Linked DNA regions of Mus musculus: region 2 is linked to region 1. A link is a contact called in public HiChIP or PLAC-seq data. All regions are on one chromosome and are shown on one strand. The core of a region is the stretch at or near the end of the contact, and the rest is flanking DNA. Distances in the headings are between cores, read along the strand shown.

Region 1 (4,971 bases), core at 1,604-4,103:
GAGACCCCTGAAAAATAAAATAATAAACTAGGAAGGAAGGAAGGAAGGAAGGAAGGAAGGAAGACAAAAAAAAGATGAAACAAATGGAATCACTGCCTTATCTCAAATGTCTAAGAATCTGGATTTCTCATTTCATAACTGCATTACAGGCAGACTCCAAGTCCTTTCTGAGGCTCTAGAAAGCCTGGCTGCTCTGGCCCTATCCATAAGATCCAGAAAAGTGCCCAGCATCTCTTAGGCAACCTGAGTCCAAACCTTTAGGCTGTGTTCTCTCTTCTGGAGCCACCATTACACAGACACTTTTCATTTCTTTCTTTTCTCTTCTTTTCTCTTCTTTTCTTTTCTTTTCTTTTCTTTTCTTTTCTTTTCTTTTCTTTCTTTCTTTCTTTCTTTCTTTCTTTTTTTCTTTCTTCCTTCCTTTTTTTTGTTGTTTTTTTCAAGACAGGGTTTGTCAGATACCACATAGAAGCTGTGAGCTTGGGAGTGAGGGGCAGGTGAAGAGCAGGCGTATGGGTTTGGGATGGGAACAGGCAGAATTCTAAAAGAGGCTCCAGGATTGCTCTCCCACTGCTTCTGAGTCATCTCCCAGTCTTCAGTCTATCGCCCACTTACCTGCTACAACAAGATTTTTTTTTTAAATGTTTTAAAAAGTCATGGTGGCATACACCTTTTATCCCAGTACTCAAGAGGCAGAGGCAGGCAGGTTGCTGTGAGTTCAAGGCCAGCCTGGTCCACAAAATGAGTCCAGGACAGCCAGGGCTATACAGAGAAACCCTGTCTCTAAGAACAACAACAACAAGGACAATGACAAGAAAAGTTTTGAAAGTACATTTTGTTTACTTTGTGTATGGGGTTGGGGTGCCCACATGGCCATGGTGTGGGTGTGGCATTCAGAGGACGGCTTTCAGAAGTTGGCTCTTTCCTTACTCCGTGTGGCTCTTTAGGAATGGACTCAGGTCGTCAGGCTTGATGGCAGGTGCCTTCACCCACTGAGCCATCTTTTCTAGCCCTACAGTGAGGACATTTAGAGGTTTAACTAAGGTCCTAAAACTACCCGATCTCATCAGTCAGCCCTTGAAGGAGACAGAGTAATTTCTGGCATATTAGAAAGGAAGTTTGGGATGGATGGTGAAGGGGGAGGTCCACTGCAAGGACCCCTGCTAGCTAGCAGCAAGGAAATGGTGACCTCAGTCCCAGAACCATGAGGAGCTGAAAGTCAGCCAACAACACAGGTGGGATGTATCTGTCCTTAGAGCCTCCAGTTAGGGATGCAAGCTGCTGGCAGTGGGATCTAAGACACAGTAATGCCCGGCCCATACTTCTGAGCTAAGGTCGCAGAGGTAGCTAATGGATGTTACTTGACTGCGTTGGGGACCTCCAACAGAGAAGAAATGAGAGAAGATCATTTTGGGATATTTGAGGAGACTGATCAAGAACCTGTTGTTGTGGAGGAAGGAAGAGAAACCATCACAGCAGGTGGTGGCAGCTCCTAGGGATGGTAGGAGGAAGAGCGGAGGAGCCACCCATTTGAGTTGACCTTTGCCTGTATTACCTGAGATGTCAATGAACCGCCTACAGAAACACTGAATATCTGAGTCTTGAGTCTAGGGGGATGTTGGAGCTGGAGATGGGAAATCCACATCAAGTTGAGCAGGGTGGTATTTGCCTGTTGTGGAAGGACTCAGGAAACTGTGGGAGGTGAATCAAGATTCTGGGGCTGGACAGTGAAAGAAGTCTTACCAGAGAGAAAGAGGGAAAGTGAGGGGGAGGGGAGGTGAAAGAGAAGAAGAGGGAGAGGGAGAGGGAGAGGGAGAGGGAGAGGGAGAGGGAGAGGGAGAGGGAGAGAGAACAAATTACCAGATGTTCAAGAAAGGCAATACCACAAGGGCAGATGAAGCAGCCAGAGGCTGGGAATGGAGGTGCCCAGGGGACCCAGTTTGGATGCTTTGACATCTTGACTGGATGTGAGCACAAGACTTTAAGCATTTACCAAGACTTTTAGAAACATAAGAGTTAGCAGGGTCCATTTTGATGACTGAGGCAGGGGCGTTCAACTGTGGCTTGATCTCATTTAAATGGGTGTAGATAGCAAGGAGGTGAAAGGCGAGGGCTTGTCTTGGGCCAGACTACATGATGGCTGGGAAAAGAATCCAACAAAAGCAGACAGGGTAGAAGTCAATGGTTAAAGAAAAAGCTTCAAGCTTTTTCCTGCTGTACAGTGTATGCTATGTATACACACACACACACACACACACACACACACACCACCCAAGTCTACGTGGATCTCAATTAGGCTGTTGGGAGGTTAAATGAGTTTTTATTATGCAGAGGAAGGGAAGCAACTTTGCCTGAATCTATAGCCAGTACTATGTGGCACAGTTTAAAAAAAAAAAAAAAAGCCACAAGCTGTTATGTTTCATATACCATTCCAAATGAGTAAGTGAATGAATGAGTGAATGAGTGAATGAATGAATGAGTGAATGAGTGAGTGAGTGAGTGAGTGAGTGAATTCTGGAATGAGTGATTGTCACTGTACTCCAGGCACTGAGGCCTCACCAGCACACTCAGGCTGAGGCTATGAGAACGTGGTATTTTTAGAGAAGTGGGAGCCATAAAACTTGTACAGTCCCCAACGCCCAGCCCTTCCTCCTAAGCTCTGAGATTGTGCCCGGCCTTGGGAAGGGCTCCTCAGCCTTATCTTGGGAAGAGTGAAACTGTAAAACTCTTTATGGCTTTGAGATCATGTCTGGCAGGAGCAGCGATTGTTGCCATAAACCCAAGCTGGCCCTGCTAGGAGGGCGATGCCCTGGGTTGCAAGGAGTCAGGGGAGAGTTGAGCAATGCCAAGGGAGTGGCTGCCACTGAGCCGAGCTCTTCTGGGGCCTGTGAACTAGAGTCCGTCACAGATTTAGCCCACGCTGCCCCTGGCTGGCACTTATGTTTTTTTTTAAAGTTCGCTGTGCCTCTTTCCATGTTATGATGTCATTGAAATTAGAATCATGAACTCCACTGTGGCTGTTGGCTAAATCAGATGACGGCTGTGACTGGCTGGCTCTGATCATTTTTTCCCCTGTGCTCATACTGAATAGCTGTACCTTTTTCTGTTTTATCTCCAGTGACATTAGGGCATTTGACAAAGGGCCATGAACCATAGCAATTTCTGGAAACCTTCCATTGATAAGAACACATGTGCCCCTGCAGCTGCAGAAGCAGCGGTAAAGCATCAAGAGATGGCCCAGAGCAATCCCTCTAGAAAGGCCGCCTGACAGAGATGCCAACCAGTGTGCACATTGGCAAGCGAGGATTATGGGGAATGACGACTCTAGAAGGCAAAGGGACCCAGATGGACCTGGATGGTGGCTGCAGGGTCTGGGGAACTCTTTATTAAATAGGTTCTTCTTGTATTTTCCTCTCTTTTGCATTTCCCCCCATGCAGCCCAGGCTAGCCTCCAACTCTCTGTGTAGCTGAGAATGGCCTTGTATCTCTCTTCCTCTGCCTCCCAAGTGCTAGGATTATAGGTGTGCCCCACAATGTCTGGCTCATGTGATGCTTGGGATGGAAATGGGGACCTAAGCTAGGTACACACGCACCCACTAATGGGCTACACACCTGGCCCAGCGTTTTTATTTTTCTGGATAAACAAGAGAGATATATGGATCACTAGGAGCCTGGTACGGTTGCTCGAGCCTATACTCTTAGCACTTAAGAGGCTATCCTGGGCTACATAGTGAGTCTGAGCCAGCCTAGGCTTGCTTCATAGTAAGACTTTATGTCAAAAAGAGGAAAAAAACATAGAGAAGAAAATTTAAAAAGAAGAAAAGAAAGGGAAAGAAGGAGTCAGAGGCAACAGAGAGACCTATAAAAATGTCTGGGAGTGTTGTCACGTGTGGGTTCAGCATGTGCGAGGCCTCAGTACCACCCAGACCAAAAAAAAAAAATTACAAAATACAAATATACAGCAACTGCAACCCAAAGATTTAAAAATCTCATCTTTAAGAATTCGGGAGTGGGGTGGGGTGGCCTATAAGATGGCTGTCTTGGGTCAGTCAGGGTTACTACTGCTGTGATGAAACATTATAACCAAAACCAACGTGGGGAGGAAAGGGTTTATTTGGCTTACATCTCCCAACTCACAGTCTATTGAGGGAAGCCAAGGGAGGAACTCACACAGGGCAGGGACCTGGAGGCAGGAGCTGGCGTGGAGGGGCGCTGCTTACTGGCTTGCTTCTTGTGGCTTGCTCAGCCTGCTTTCTTATAGAACCCAGGACCACCAAAAATGGTCTGGGCTCTCCTCTATCAATCACTAATTAAGAAAATGCCCTACAGGCTTGTCAACAGCCTGATCTTGGGGGGGGGTGCGTTTTCTCAGTTGAGGTTCCTTCCTCTCAGATCACTCTACACTGTATCAAGGTCACATAAAACCACGCGGCACAATGGCTGACCGAGGAAAGGTTTTCCTGCCACCAGGCACAACAGCGTGAGTCCAATTCCAGAGACCTGCAATGGTCAGGGGAGAGAACCAACTCTTGCAGGTTATCTTCTGGCCTCCAGCCTTGTGCGATGGCTCTCCCTCCTAATAAATCAGTATAATAAAATTAAAAAGAGGTCTTTCCAGAGTTAGAAAGGTTAGGTCTGGCTATGTAGCCCCATCCAGACTCAAACTGAAAATCCTCCTGTCTCAGATCCATGCGGCCTTAGGTTACACCGGGCTCCAGAAGTTCTCTTAACAAACGTAAAATTCAGCCGAGCAGTGGTGGCGCACGCCTTTAATTCCAACACTTGGGAGGCAGGGGCAGGCAGATTTCTGAGTTTGAGGCCAGCCTGGTCTACAGAGTGAGTTCCAGGACAGCCGGGGCTACACAGAGAAACCCTGTCTCGAAAAACCAAAAATTAAATAAATAAATAAATAAAAATTCTAAGTGACAAGCAAGTACCATGTCACCATTTGATTGGCAGAGTTTTCTTTCTAAG
Region 2 (4,509 bases), core at 641-3,140, 140 kb after region 1:
AAGAGACTTAGAGATCAGACTCCATTATTGTTCAGATGGAAAAAAGGAAGCTAGGAGAGGAGGGGGGTTCTGGGAGTCTGAGGACCGTGAGGGTAGGGTCAGACTTTTAGCGCTATTGTGGCACAGGGTCCATCCCTTGTTCCCTCTACCCTAGAGTCTAGAGCAGTTCAGCAGCCTCTGAGCTAGGTCTCACAGGTAAATAGTGCCCATGCTGGCCAGGATGCCAACTGGTGGGATTCCTGTTCACCTAGCAGCGAAAGCACAGGAGGAGGGGTAGGGTTTTGGCTCTCTGCAGCACCATTAAACAGAGAGTAGCCAGGCAGTGGTCACACATGCCTTTAATCCCAGCACTTGGGAGGCAGAGGCAGGTGGATTTCTGAGTTTGAGGCCAGCCTGGTCTACAGAGTGAGTTCCAGGACAGCCAGGGCTACACAGAGAAACCCTGTCTCAAAAAACAAAACGAAAGAGAGAGAGAGAGAGAGAGAGAGAGAGAGAGAGAGAGAGAGAGAGTAAACAAAGGAGCCAAGTGAAATGTCAGAAGGGAAGGTTTACTGATAGCTCAGCCACAGTGGGGCACAGTAATGGTTTATTAATTGGTGCTTCTCATGTCTCATGGAACTTTCCAGCCCTTCTGAGCCCATATGCTCACCTCATCTTCACTTCAGCCCATGAACTTCAGGGTGCTTTGGTTATTCCCAAGTGCAGGGGCAAAGGGTGATGGCCAGTGTGTCCCAGGCGGTAAGAGGGGAGGCTGGCTTGACAGAGGCATTAGATGAGTTGCCCTACAGCACACCTGCAGTCCCTGAACTGGTGATGTCACCAGGGACTGGTGATAGCAGTGAGTTCTGCACTAGGCAATAGGGCCTGTGGAGTCTAGAACCTTGGGTGGTGGTAGTGGTGGTGGTGATGTTACTACTTATGATCAGGTCTTACTATGTCACCCTGGCTGGTCTGGAACTCTGTGTAGGCCAGGCTGGCCTCCGACTCACAGAAATCCACCTACCTCTGCCTCCTGGAATTGAAGGTGACCCTCTAGCAATCTTTGAGCTTTAGTTTTTCCAAGTAACAACAGTCTTTTCTAGATGGACTCTCTCTCTGGAGAGCCTCTCAGTTTAACTCTCCATAACTTTTTGTTAATTGTTGAGCACCTGCTATGGACCAGGCCCTGTCATTTCCTGAGTGCATCCAAACTGCTTCTCTGCTGGAGATGTGCAGTGGGCCAGGGCCGAGCAACACAGACCCCCATGTTGGTGACGGTTTATCAAGAACATTCTTGTGTCAGTTGATATGAGCAGATCAGTGTGCGTGTCGCACTTTATGGGTCTCCTGTGGCCCGGGTTGGCTTTGAATTTACTGTATAGTCAAGAATGCCCTTACACTTTTGATCCTCCTGCCTCCATCTCCTGAGTGCTAGGATTGCAGGCACGCACAGTCACACTCAGCTTTGCTTTACTCTCTCATTGAACGGTTCTGAGTCAGGTGCCGCCACAAGCCTGACTACTTTCCTGAGTGTCCCTCTTGCCAACAGAGGAGGACCTGAGGGGGAGCCAGAGGTAGAGTTAGGCCAGCTTGTGTGGGAAAAGGGCAGGTTTAGGAGACCAGGGTGCTTAGGCCTATGCACCCAAGTGAGTCCTGTGAGAGAGGAAACTAAGGGGAGGCCAGAGCTGAGGGCCATAGAGTTTTCTCTCAGGCAACAATTGAGGTTGCTCCTTGCCCAGGAAGGAAGATGCTGCTGCTGTTCCTAATGGTGTCACCCAGGTGTCTCACCTCTGCACGAGAGAGTCGATGCTGAGCGAGTGGATGGGCAGGCCATGGGACAGAGAGGTGGAGAGTGTGAAGGACAGCGTGGGTGCCGGCCAGCTGAGAGGAACGGGGATGAGCTGAGAAGTCACTCCACTCCCCAGCTTCAATTTCCTCATTTCTCAAGTGGAGGCTAGAGGACTTGTGTGCACAGTGTGCTGTCAGTGATCCAGCCTGGCCACTCAGGAGGAGGACTTAGGCTATTAATAGTTAGTTTTAATTCAGTAAGTATGAAGTACCCACTGCGTGCAGGCACTGGAACAGCCTTGAGGGTACAAAGACAAGAGCAATGGTGTTCACTCTCGGTGAAGGAGACTACAGAAGAATGAAAGTGGTCTTTAAACTCTTGAATCTGTATAATAAGGTCTGTCTTGTGCGGCTGAGCGTGGTCCACTCAAGTCTTGATTTAGCAGCACAAGGTGGCTTGAAATGGGAGGGAAGATAAAAGAGCCTCTGGACTGAGAGCACAGAGCCTTTGATGTGGCCGCTCTGCTTTTAAGGGAAGAAACTCCAGGTCTTTGGGGAGGGTAATTAAATCAGTCTGCAGCTGTGCCTGCCCGCAGAGGATCCTGCAGCTGCTAACGGCAGCTGAAGGCTGGGTGGACTTTGGATATGTTTGTAGTGTTTTGATATAATCGTTGCACAGAGTTTCAGGGTAATTTGGATTTGTTTTTAAGACATATGCTTGGATGAAGAAAAGCAAGATGAAAAAGAAAAAGTTTTGGCCAGTCATGATAGTGCATGCCTATAATCTGAGCATCTGCAAAGCTGAGGCAGGAGGATTGCTGTGAGTTGGAGGCCCACCTAGGGTATATAGTGAGTTCCAGCCCAGCCCTGGTCCACAGTGTGAGACCCTTTCTCAAAAAGAAAAGGAGAGATGCCCAGCAAAATGGTTTAGTGGGGGAAAGGCTCTTGCGTCGCAGGCCTGACAACCTGAGTTCAGACCCTAGAGTGCACAGAAAGGTTCCCCAAAGAGGTCCTCTGATCTCCATAGAAGCATCGTGCTCCACACACATGCCATGGACACACAGTAATAGATGAAGAAATGGACAAACGAGAAATTTCTTTACAAAAGACATAAGAAAGAAGGGAGGGGTTTTGTGTATCACACAGACATTTCTGGAAGGACCCAAGATATAGTGTGCTGAGGGAGAGTGTCTGGAGTAGGTGGAGACACCCAGGCCTTGCATCTTTCCATTTGTACCTTTTGAGTTTTATTTCTCATCCACACATAATTGATAACTTATGGGCTAGAGTGTAGTTGAATGATAGAACAGTTGCCTAGCATGCAGAAGGCCTTGGGTCACATCTCCAGCACTAATAATAATAATAATAATAAAAACAAAGCCATTTCCCAAAAGAAGATTGAAAAGGTAAGTCAGGTATGGTACATATTATCTCAGCAGTTGGGAAATAGAGGCTGGAAGATCAGGAGTTTAAGGCCAGCCTTGTTTATGTTTTGAGTTCAAAGCCAGCTTGGGTTGCATGAGACCCAGTCTCAAAAATGTAGAGTAATATTATATATATATATGTATATATATATACACACTTAAAAATCAATCTTGCTGGCTCTGGTGGCCTGGTGCACACTGGTAGGATTTGTTGGAGGATGTGGAGGCAGGAGGATCCTGAGTTTGAGGAAAGCCAGACTGTAGTAGCTCATACCTTTAATCCCAGCACCTGGGAGGCAGAGGCAGGTGGATCTCTAAGTTTGAGGCCAGCCTGGTCTACAGAGTGAGTTCCAGGACAGCCAGGGCTACACAGAGAAGAAGTTTTGAAAAACAAACAAACAAACAAACAAACAAACAAAAAAGTTACTCATATATGACTATATGATTTTATTTCACTTCCAGCATAAATGAACATTTTCTCATGCTTGTCTGTCTGTCTGTTGGGATGGCATCTTGCTATGTACCTCAGGCTAGCCGGACCCAAGGTCATCCTCCCTTGGCATCAAGTAGCTGTAATTCTAGGCCTAGGCTACCATAGTGTGAAGAATACAGTCATGGAAGACAGTAAATTTGAGTGTTTGTGTGTTGAGCTGGAAACTCCCCAGAGCTGTGTTTGGAGCCATGGTCCCTAAGGATGAATGAAGATGGGTGCTTTCCAGGATTGGGTTTGGGACTTGGCAGTGCCAACAGCATCAGCTTTCTGCCAGGGTGGCTCAAAGGTCAGACATAGCAAGAGCAAGTTTAAAGCCCTAGGGAGTCTGTCCTAGTGAGAGGCCAGCAGGTGGCTTAGCAGGTAATTCATCTTCTGGTGTCAGATCCTGGAGAGAGCAACAACGGTGGAGCACTCCGGCAGTCAGAGCCTTCCCTGCAGTCCCTGGGGTCACTCTGTCATCCCACAGATAGGGAATGGAGGAGAGGATGGGTGGGTGGGCAGGTGGGCGGGTGAAAAGCTGTGTGATCCAGGTGTATTTATAGCGCACTCCTCTGTAGCAGGTGCCGAGCCCAGCATCTTGGAAGGAAGCAGCAGAGTGGGTTTGGCTCAGCTGCCAAGATCAGGCCTCTCAGTCTGGTGCAGTGACAATCCAGACACAAATCTCTTTTCATGGAACTGACGTTCTCGATGGAAAAGAGCTGAGCAAAGAGGCTACAGCAGATGGTGTGGGCTACCCAGGGTTTGACCCACCCCATGGGCAGCTGGTGTCACCTGGGGAAACATCTGAGCCTAGGAAGCACATGGACTGGCCTGAGACCTTTCCAA

Evidence for each region. HiChIP or PLAC-seq counts read pairs in DNA pulled down with a chosen protein or histone mark.
Region 2: an H3K27ac HiChIP or PLAC-seq map of acute myeloid leukemia shows a contact between it and region 1, with 2.4 times the contacts expected there. The contact joins two enhancer-like sites. A contact is called at or near these places in 1 of 39 promoter capture datasets (second pharyngeal arch cranial neural crest), 5 of 15 datasets of contacts at CTCF or cohesin (CD8 T cells, the G1E-ER4 cell line, the NIH/3T3 cell line and 2 more), 63 of 484 Hi-C or Micro-C datasets (B cells, the C2C12 cell line, CD4 T cells and 36 more), 14 of 115 datasets of contacts at active chromatin or transcription factors (the 230-238 cell line, the HPC-7 cell line, acute myeloid leukemia and 9 more) and 2 of 9 other capture datasets (embryonic stem cells and embryonic tail).

The regions. Positions count from the first base shown.
Region 1 is chr2:163,577,643-163,582,613 of GRCm38.p6, forward strand. No RefSeq gene overlaps it. Among named protein-coding and RNA genes, the nearest start is that of Ttpal, 22 kb to the right of the region's middle. Within about 2 kb of position 2,854, at least 50 of the 459 cell types and tissues checked have an H3K27ac peak or open chromatin away from gene starts, as enhancers often do. A contact at or near this core is called in acute myeloid leukemia and bone marrow-derived macrophages, where this site is marked.
Region 2 is chr2:163,714,736-163,719,244 of GRCm38.p6, forward strand. All of the region lies in intron 2 of Pkig (protein kinase inhibitor, gamma), which reads left to right. Among named protein-coding and RNA genes, the nearest start is that of Gm16316, 25 kb to the left of the region's middle. Within about 2 kb of position 1,891, at least 75 of the 459 cell types and tissues checked have an H3K27ac peak or open chromatin away from gene starts, as enhancers often do. A contact at or near this core is called in acute myeloid leukemia and bone marrow-derived macrophages, where this site is marked.